Regions from separate parts of the Mus musculus genome. Here region 2 is linked to region 1. The links are chromatin contacts, called in public Hi-C maps. All regions are on one chromosome and are shown on one strand. Each heading gives the region's core, a stretch centred on a gene start, on an enhancer-like site or on the middle of the called end of the contact. The rest is flanking DNA. Distances are from core to core; before and after follow the strand shown. Region 1 overlaps Nfia (nuclear factor I/A). Region 2 has its middle 63 kb from the start of Gm34784.

Region 1 (3,976 bases), core at 765-3,264:
TTCCAGGAGGTTCTATTGTGGTACTTTCTTATTTGCCATCAAAGGTCCCAGATGTATTGCTTTCCATGTTTCTGAAAACATGCTAAGACCTAGATCTAATATAATGACATGACTGTTTCTCTAAAGTTTTCTTCCCTCAGACCAGTCTCAAAGTTTCATTGCAGAAATCTCATGGACCATGCTGCCATCCTCTGTTATTTCATGCTAGTAAAAGTATGAATGTGACTGTTGGACTGGCAAGATGGATCGGCAGAGATAGGCACTTGCTGCCAAGCCTAATGACCCTAGTTCAACCCTCTGGTCCTACATGGTGGAAGGAAAGAATAGATTCTTTAAAGTTCCTTAAAATAGATTTCCTTAAAATCCTCCAACTGCCACACATTTGCTATGGCCTGCCTGTCTGCACATGAAGACACATAAAACACATACACAATAAATAAATAATAAGTGAATAAATTGAATAATTATAACTAAAATTAAAGTAACTTCATTATGAATCATAACATTAGCAAAAACTTTAAGCCCCCGAGGAACCAGAGCTGGAAAGATTCTGAGATGTCACCTGGTCCAAGTCCCATTTTACAAATAAAAACCATGCCTTTGGCCAGAAAAAAAAAAGATCAGATTTGAATAGAGCTAACCTGTAGGCTTTTAAATTTCGTGCTCAATGGAATCTCTACTCAGCTGCTCTGTTATGATTTTGCTCCTTTTGCAGGACTTGTATGTATTTATTAGAGACCGTCGAGATGTAGCACTGGGCATTACTTTTGTGGCAAAAGCTCTGAAACTATAATCATTATTAATGGATTCCATTATTTGGGAGAGCGTTTTAGGGACTACAGAGGATTCATTGCATTGATCTATTGTGCCACGTTTGTATTATACCAGGTAGTTTAAAATGATATTCTCTTAACCGTTAGGCTAAAACATTGTCCACTGTTGGCAGTTATCCCATCATGAGACCGTCCTTTTTGCCACTGAAAATACATAGTTCTGCTGAAAGGAGCCTTTTGACCGGTCCCCAGTGCCTTGAATGTGTTTAAATCCCTCACTACTAAAATGGGGGGATTACGGCTGCTATCATTGTTCTAAAACAAACTTCCCTTTGGACGATAACAGCAGCGGTAAATCAGATGTTGAAGAAAGTACCAGCTTAACTTCAGTTTGCTTTAAAAGGGTTTCCTCTTTAATTGACAAGTGTCATGTATAATAGAGCACGGTAGCTCACATAGAAAACCCTGGGCTGGGCTGCCTGCTGGGGCTGCAGTTCTTAATGAACGTACAAGTGAATACACGGAGGCAAAAATTTAAAGCTCCCCAACTGGGGAGCATTCACCCCGTTCACCATGGTCAGCCTGGTGATCAGCCACACTGATCCCGCTGGGACTTGTCTTGGGCATGTGGCTTGTGTGGCTTTCAGCGCTGGTGACTGGTATCTCTCCTGGTGGTATTTGGAAAGATAGACTAGATTCTGATGTCAAAGGAATAGGCAAACGAGATTGTTTTGGTTTTCTTTAAAAAATAAAATAAATGCACTAAGCTCGTTGAGACTCACATAGTTGCTTTGCATCATGGTGGTTTTCATGGGCTCTGGGCGACTTGCTAATAAATATCCCTACGTTCCCTCACATTGTTGTCCTTTCTTGCCTTTCCTCTGCTTCCCAAAAGAGAACACAACTGGATTTTACAGGTGATGTTTACAGCCATCCAAGACACTTGAATAAGCACTTAGAATACTGCCAATAGAGGCAGGGGAAAGGGCATATTATTATCAAATTAAGTAATGGCTGGGCAGTGATATTTTATTTATTAAAGCATGTCTGAGTAGAATGGACTCTGGTTCTGAAGAGCACAGATTTGAGAGGAATGTTGAGTTTGGAAACGTGGCAGCCCACAGCCCTGTGTATGGTTTAAATTAAACCTTTTTTTGGAAAGCAGAATAGCTTGAGGCCACATTTAAGGGGAACGCTGCAGCAGAGTGGGCCGGCTGTGGTTTTTCTTTCACTCTGTCAGCGGCCCACTTTCCCTTGTTTTAACACAGAAAAAAGACTTTGGACTCCTTCAGACCAACCACATAGCCTCTCTGCTGACCACAAAAAGGAAGCTTGGTGAAGAAGCCATAGGATTAATACCCACTGTCTCTTAACCCAGCCGAGGGTGAAACTCTGTAAGAGATTTCTCTGGTCACGCTGACACTGTGGTTGGACTTTAAACATTTTAAATCAAGCACAACTTTGAATTACATTATGCCACAGTGCTCTGTAAATTGTTCTCTGAGATACCATGTTAAAAGTTATTTACACGAATCCCCAGGTTTCAGAGGAATAAACCGCTAACAGCTTTGTGTATCTTACAGAGAAATAAAAGGAAAATTAAAGATGTGTCTGTGACAGATTAGCTCAGCTGAGGCAGGGGAATCACTGGCCATAAGAGCTGATCTTTCTTAAGCAATGAGACTACAGGCTCATGACAGAAAAGCCTTCTTGTCTTCCAGAGTAGTAAGATTAAGAGTGTGGGTTCTGCTAATCACTTACCAGCTTTATTAATTAGCCACATTATTATTATTATTATTATTATTAATTATTACTGTGGTGGTGGTGGTAGTAGTGGTGGTGGTGTGCCCACCACAGAATTCTGGGCAAGCCTACTACTCCTGAGCAACACCCTTAAGCCCAACCACATTTCTAGTTTTCAACTAGAAAAATATGGTTTTTTTGTTTTGTTTTTTAATAGAAACTCACGTTTCTTTAAAAACTGTTTGCACTGCAGAGAGTTCTACTTAACATACTGGTCTACTCAGATGTGAGAAATAGTTGCCTCTGTGTCTTGAACATTAATTTTAACGATTGGAATCTTATAACCCTGATTACCTAATCATTTATTTGCACAAAGAAGTTCTGAAATTGCTCAAAGAAACAAACAACCTAAATCCCCATGCATTGGCTTTTGTATTTACTACAAACTGCCTGCTTTGGATTAATATATTTTGAAAGAAATACTTGGAATTTATATTTTGTCCAGCTCAAATAATCAGCTTTTCACAAGTGTACTAGATCTGCATTCTGGTTTCTGTTTAGCAAAGAATCTTAATTCATTTGAGAAGTTGTAGAAAGAAAATCCCTATACAGGTTTCAAAGCTTCCAGTAACCATAGGGTTAATCTCTGGTTGCCCTGTAGTGAGGGCTTCATTAGAGAAATGGGTCTGTATAAGACTTCGTGTGTATGAAGAAGTACAGTTGTCTTCCTGCCTGCACATCCCAGCACTGTTTAAATACTTTGCCTGTGAGCTGCCCATTTATTGTGGTTTATTTGCCCAGGTGTCTTCAGAGCATCTTGTTCTGTGCCTGCCTGAACTTACTAGCCACCCGGAAGTAGTTGCCTTGTGTCTGATCTTTCTCATCTTGCTAGAATTATACTGTAACTAATTGAATCCATTGCTCACTGTCTTGTTTTTCTTCCCCATCTTCCTCTCAGAGGAATCATGTCAGGACCCTATATGCTCTAGTCAAGGAAATGGCAACCGACTTACCAAGACTGGCATTAAAGGTAACCCTAACCCAGAAAGATGCTTTCAAGGACAAAACATTGTAAGCATTCTTACATGTGAGAATTAACTACTTAATTGGGTCATGGTGGAAGCCAAATCAAAGTGTGATGTTGAGCATACTTTGAAAGTTGAAACTTGCAAGTTGATGGCATCCTTTCCAGGCTCACCTTGGAATCAGGGGTCTGCCAGCTGCAGGTCGTTCCCTCTGTACACTTCTCTCTGGCTTGTAACACCCCAGCACCTCAGCTTTCTAATCTTTGAAGTGGAGAAGTTGATTATCTCTTTGTTCTGCCTATCTCAATGGGTTGTTAAGGGAATAAAACTAGGCAAGGTAGATGAAATCCTAAAATGCTGTGAAAGTACATGGCAGCCAGGATCTTGGTAGATGACAGTATTTCTCAGATGCCTTCATCAAATCAGCATGAGCTA
Region 2 (3,976 bases), core at 1,032-3,531, 340 kb after region 1:
ATGGAGCTACCAGCCTCTTTTCATTTGTCTCCATTGCATTCTGTGTTGGATTTTCATTGGCTCCTATGTAGAATTATCTACCCTAAATTAAATAAGTCCCCTCAGAAAGATTTGGGGAGATCTGCAAACCTTCCTTTTTTTCTCTGCTAAAACCCTTTGCCATGGCACCAGAGCTGGATGCAAGTCAACTGTCTCTCTCTGTGTTCTCTGTTCACTGCTGAGAGCCATGGGGGTCACGCTGGTCTTCTTTCCTTGGCCTCCCAGAGTATGGGCAGGGTACGGTTAGGGTGAGAGCTAGGGATAAGGTTAGAGATAAGGCTGATCTTCTTTCTTCAGCCCTCCTGGCACATGGCAAGATAGTGAGGGGGCACCAGGGCACTAGTGTTCTCAGCCCTCAGAGTAGCTTCTTCTTAGGAGTTCAAGGTAGGCCTGGAAAATTCAGACTCAATCCTTTTGAGCAAGCATGCCTAAAAGTCTGCTTCTGTATTGTAGGGCTGTGGAAAATAGGAAATGGTAGCCTACCCCATCCCAGGTGAAATGGTAGCTACAAACTGGGGACAGGAGAGAGGGGCAGCTTCTTGTGCCTGGACAGCAGATTCTGTAACAGAAAATGACATGGAGAGTCAAGGGCTAGATTCTGGGTCAGAAGTCATGCACACTTCTGCCATCACTAGGAATATTTTAAAATTTCTTTTTGTATACATATGGGTGTTTTGTCTACATATCTATCTGTCTGTATACTACATGTGTGCCTGGTACCCACAAAAGCCTAAAACAGCGCACCAGATCCCCTAGGACTGGAATTACAGAGATTTGTGAGCCTCCATGTGGGTGCTGAGACTCCAGCATCAGTCTCCTGAAGCCCAACCAGTGCCCTTGAAATTGAATCACCTCTCAGCCCCTCAAGTATTAGATGTTTTAGTGAACCTCCATTTGCTTCACAAACTTTGGGAAAGTTTTTCAATGATTGTCATTCAAATTTTTCATGAATTACATTTTCTTTCTATTGGCTGAGATTCTACCCAGTTTCATATGACTCCCTTCACGGGAGCTATATGGAAAACCTTATGAAACCCTTGAATCCACAACAGTCCACCATTCCTTTCAGACACACTTTCTTAATTTACCTGCCAAGTATCTGTGGATATAAGCTTAATGCAGGTTATGATTATTAACTTCTTGTAGCTTCTTGGACACAGGTGTTTGTCTCTCCAGCTGAGTCGGGTACCTCGATGGAAGATGCCCCATAACTCCCCAGAGTATGCAGCATGGAGTGGTAAATATGACTTTTGCTTTTGTTCTACAAAATCCCTCTGATTTCCCTACTTGCCTAATCTTGCATTTTCAAAACTAAAGCATTTTCTGAAGTGTCCATTTCCTCCTGCCTCCATTTGACAAATCACTCTGGACTGCCTGGAGTATATCTAGGAGAAAAACACTTGCTTTGCTAGCATTTGGAGGTGCCTGATGGACACAGCCATTCTTCACACAAGCAGCCCTGGGTTGGAATTTTCTTAGCCCATTTTGCAGATGAGAAACAAGACAGCAGAAAGGCTAAGGAGTTGCCTTGGTCCATTTTGTGTTGTTCTAACAAAATGACACAGGCTAGGTTATTTGTATAGAAGAGAAGTGAATTTCTTACCATTCTGAACACAGTGCTTTCTGACACCCAACATGAGGGTGCAAGCAGCTTGCGGAAGTCACCTTGTGCCATCACAGTGAAAAGCAGGGAGAGCAAGAAAGATGGATCCAAACCCAAGCTTGTGGGAGACATCACTCCCAAGACAATGGCATTACTACATTCACGGCAAGAGGAGCCTATGACACCATTATTTTTTAATGTTTTCAACTAAATACCATTACTCTAGTTCCCAGTAGTAATACGGGATGAACACTCAAGTTTTAGCAAGAACTTATCCAAAATCACAAAAACATAAATAGGAAAGCGATGAAAGCAGCCAAACATGGGATTGCTAGCTGGATCTCTTCCCTCCTTCTGGTATACCAACTCCCTCCTTCTGAGAAAGGAGGAAAACTCCTTCAAGTTTGAGGAAAATCGGTTCTGACACATGGAATCATCTCCAGCCCTGCATGCTCTGGAAGCCACGGCTTCTCCCAGAGAGACTGTGTTCTGCGGCCTCTTCACGCTCACTGCACTTCCTCACAAAATGACTAATGAAGAACCGCAGAAGGGAAATTGAGTGACCTTGTTGCACCACCCCAAACCCCTCCCACAGTGACCCCAATTAAGACCACAAGCTGGCCTATTTACAAATATGTAACCCACAAAATGGCAAGTTATAACTCAACCACAACCGATCTGGCCCTTGTTAACCACGCTGCAACAAGAATGTGTACAAATATCATTAGGAAACACTTCTCTAGTATACCAATTGTGCTGAACTCATGCTTTTCTGCCCCTTCAGGAAAGTGGAGTCTACTAGGAACAGTGAGACACCTCCACGCCTCTCTCCCTTTAAACTGATTTGTGGACATCTTCAAAGCCTGGCATCCCGGAGGCCTTTTGACCCCCCATTAAGATTTGATTGGGTCAGTAGGATCTCTTCCCTTAATTCTTTTAAACATATCTGTCTTTAACCTTCTCCACAAGGCTTCTGGATCAATAAATAAGAAGGGTAAAATTGGAAAGAATTTCAGTGGAAACCCTTAAGGAAAGTGTGGTTTCCGGAGAAGGAAGAAAAGTTGACCTTTCATTAAACAGTATTAGACTATAGACTTACTGCGTGTTAGACTATCTTCCCCAATAGTCCTATAAAACTCCTGCTTTGAGATCACTTACTACCAATTAGCCTTCAGGTGCTCACTAAATACTTTGTCTGAATCTTCCCTTAGCAGTGGGGTTGGGATCAAGTCCCTTCAAGAATTGTTCCCTTCAGTCTGTTCTGTCGTCAGCCCTTGCCCACCTCGTGGCACACGCAGACCTTCCCTGAGCTGAAAGATCTCACATATGTTAGCTGCTTCCCCATCACCTCTCCTTCCCTGTCCTTGGATTTCTGTTTCCATTGTCTAGAGATGCTCTGATGAGCCCTGTGGATGCAGTCTTGGTTTAACTGAGCAGGATCAACAACATCAACCCCTTCTGAAACAGAAGTTCTGATCCCACTGAGAAATATAACAAAGCACTAGGGTGGAATGTAGCCAAAACGTCACTTTGATGACTAAGGAAAGTTAACCAAAGCCTTTATCTCTGGGCAAGCACACCTCTGACTGTTCCAATCAGACAGAAGCAGCACCCAGTTCTAGAGAACATGGACCCAACTGCCCTGAAACCCACATGCTTATCCTCAGTCACAGCTTTCTTCTGTTTGTACATAATTTTATTTCAAAAGTATTTGGGGTGACTGTCAAATTCAATAAATCCTGTAGTGAATATGGATCCCAGTCTAAAATTTCAAAGCAATATTATATTTCTCTTGTTTCTGTATATCACGCATCATTTCTAACTCAAATCTACTTTTACTGGGTAGGTGAAAAGTTTAGCTTCACCCATTATGGATGTCCTCACTTTCACATTAGTACAAACATCCAGAGTCTTCCATAACCCCAAAGCATGGAAGAAGTCTCACGGCTGTTTACTCTGTTCTTGGAACAAGTACAGAGGCACAGAGCCAGCCCACATATCTATTCCAAGCCATATTTATATGGGACCATTGGTCTTCTCATCTGAGGCCTTGTCCCTTTTTTAAAACACTGCTTCCATCTCCAGTCTCTACACTCACAGATCTAAGGAGATCCTTACTATGTCTGTCGGCCTAGGAAATCCTCCTCTTCCCACATGTCCTACTTCAGCCTCCTCAAAGGCTTTGGGAAGTTTTAAACAATCCTAGAAAGAGAAATGAACTGCAAGTCCATTACCTCAGATTCAAGCAGGTGGAGCCTGTGAACTGCCCTCCCAGGAGAATGAGAAGAACTTCATGGGAAGTGGGGATTGAAGATTAAGATGCCAGATTTGTTA

The links. A called contact is a pair of places that touch in the nucleus more often than the background predicts.
Region 2: a Hi-C map of the MNK3 cell line shows a contact between it and region 1, with 3 times the contacts expected there. The contact joins two enhancer-like sites. A contact is called at or near these places in 3 of 484 Hi-C or Micro-C datasets (the MNK3 cell line, granulocyte-monocyte progenitors and palatal mesenchyme) and 1 of 115 datasets of contacts at active chromatin or transcription factors (bone marrow-derived macrophages).

Annotation. Positions count from the first base shown.
Region 1 is chr4:97,843,092-97,847,067 of GRCm38.p6, forward strand. All of the region lies in intron 2 of Nfia (nuclear factor I/A), which reads left to right. Gm19417 (a long non-coding RNA gene) reads right to left here. Exons shown (of 2, transcript XR_376437.4): 2 at 1-3,976. Among named protein-coding and RNA genes, the nearest start is that of Gm19417, 24 kb to the right of the region's middle. Within about 2 kb of position 2,015, at least 58 of the 459 cell types and tissues checked have an H3K27ac peak or open chromatin away from gene starts, as enhancers often do. A contact at or near this core is called in the MNK3 cell line, where this site is marked.
Region 2 is chr4:98,186,925-98,190,900 of GRCm38.p6, forward strand. It overlaps the pseudogene Gm12691. Among named protein-coding and RNA genes, the nearest start is that of Gm34784, 63 kb to the left of the region's middle. Within about 2 kb of position 2,282, at least 32 of the 459 cell types and tissues checked have an H3K27ac peak or open chromatin away from gene starts, as enhancers often do. A contact at or near this core is called in the MNK3 cell line, where this site is marked.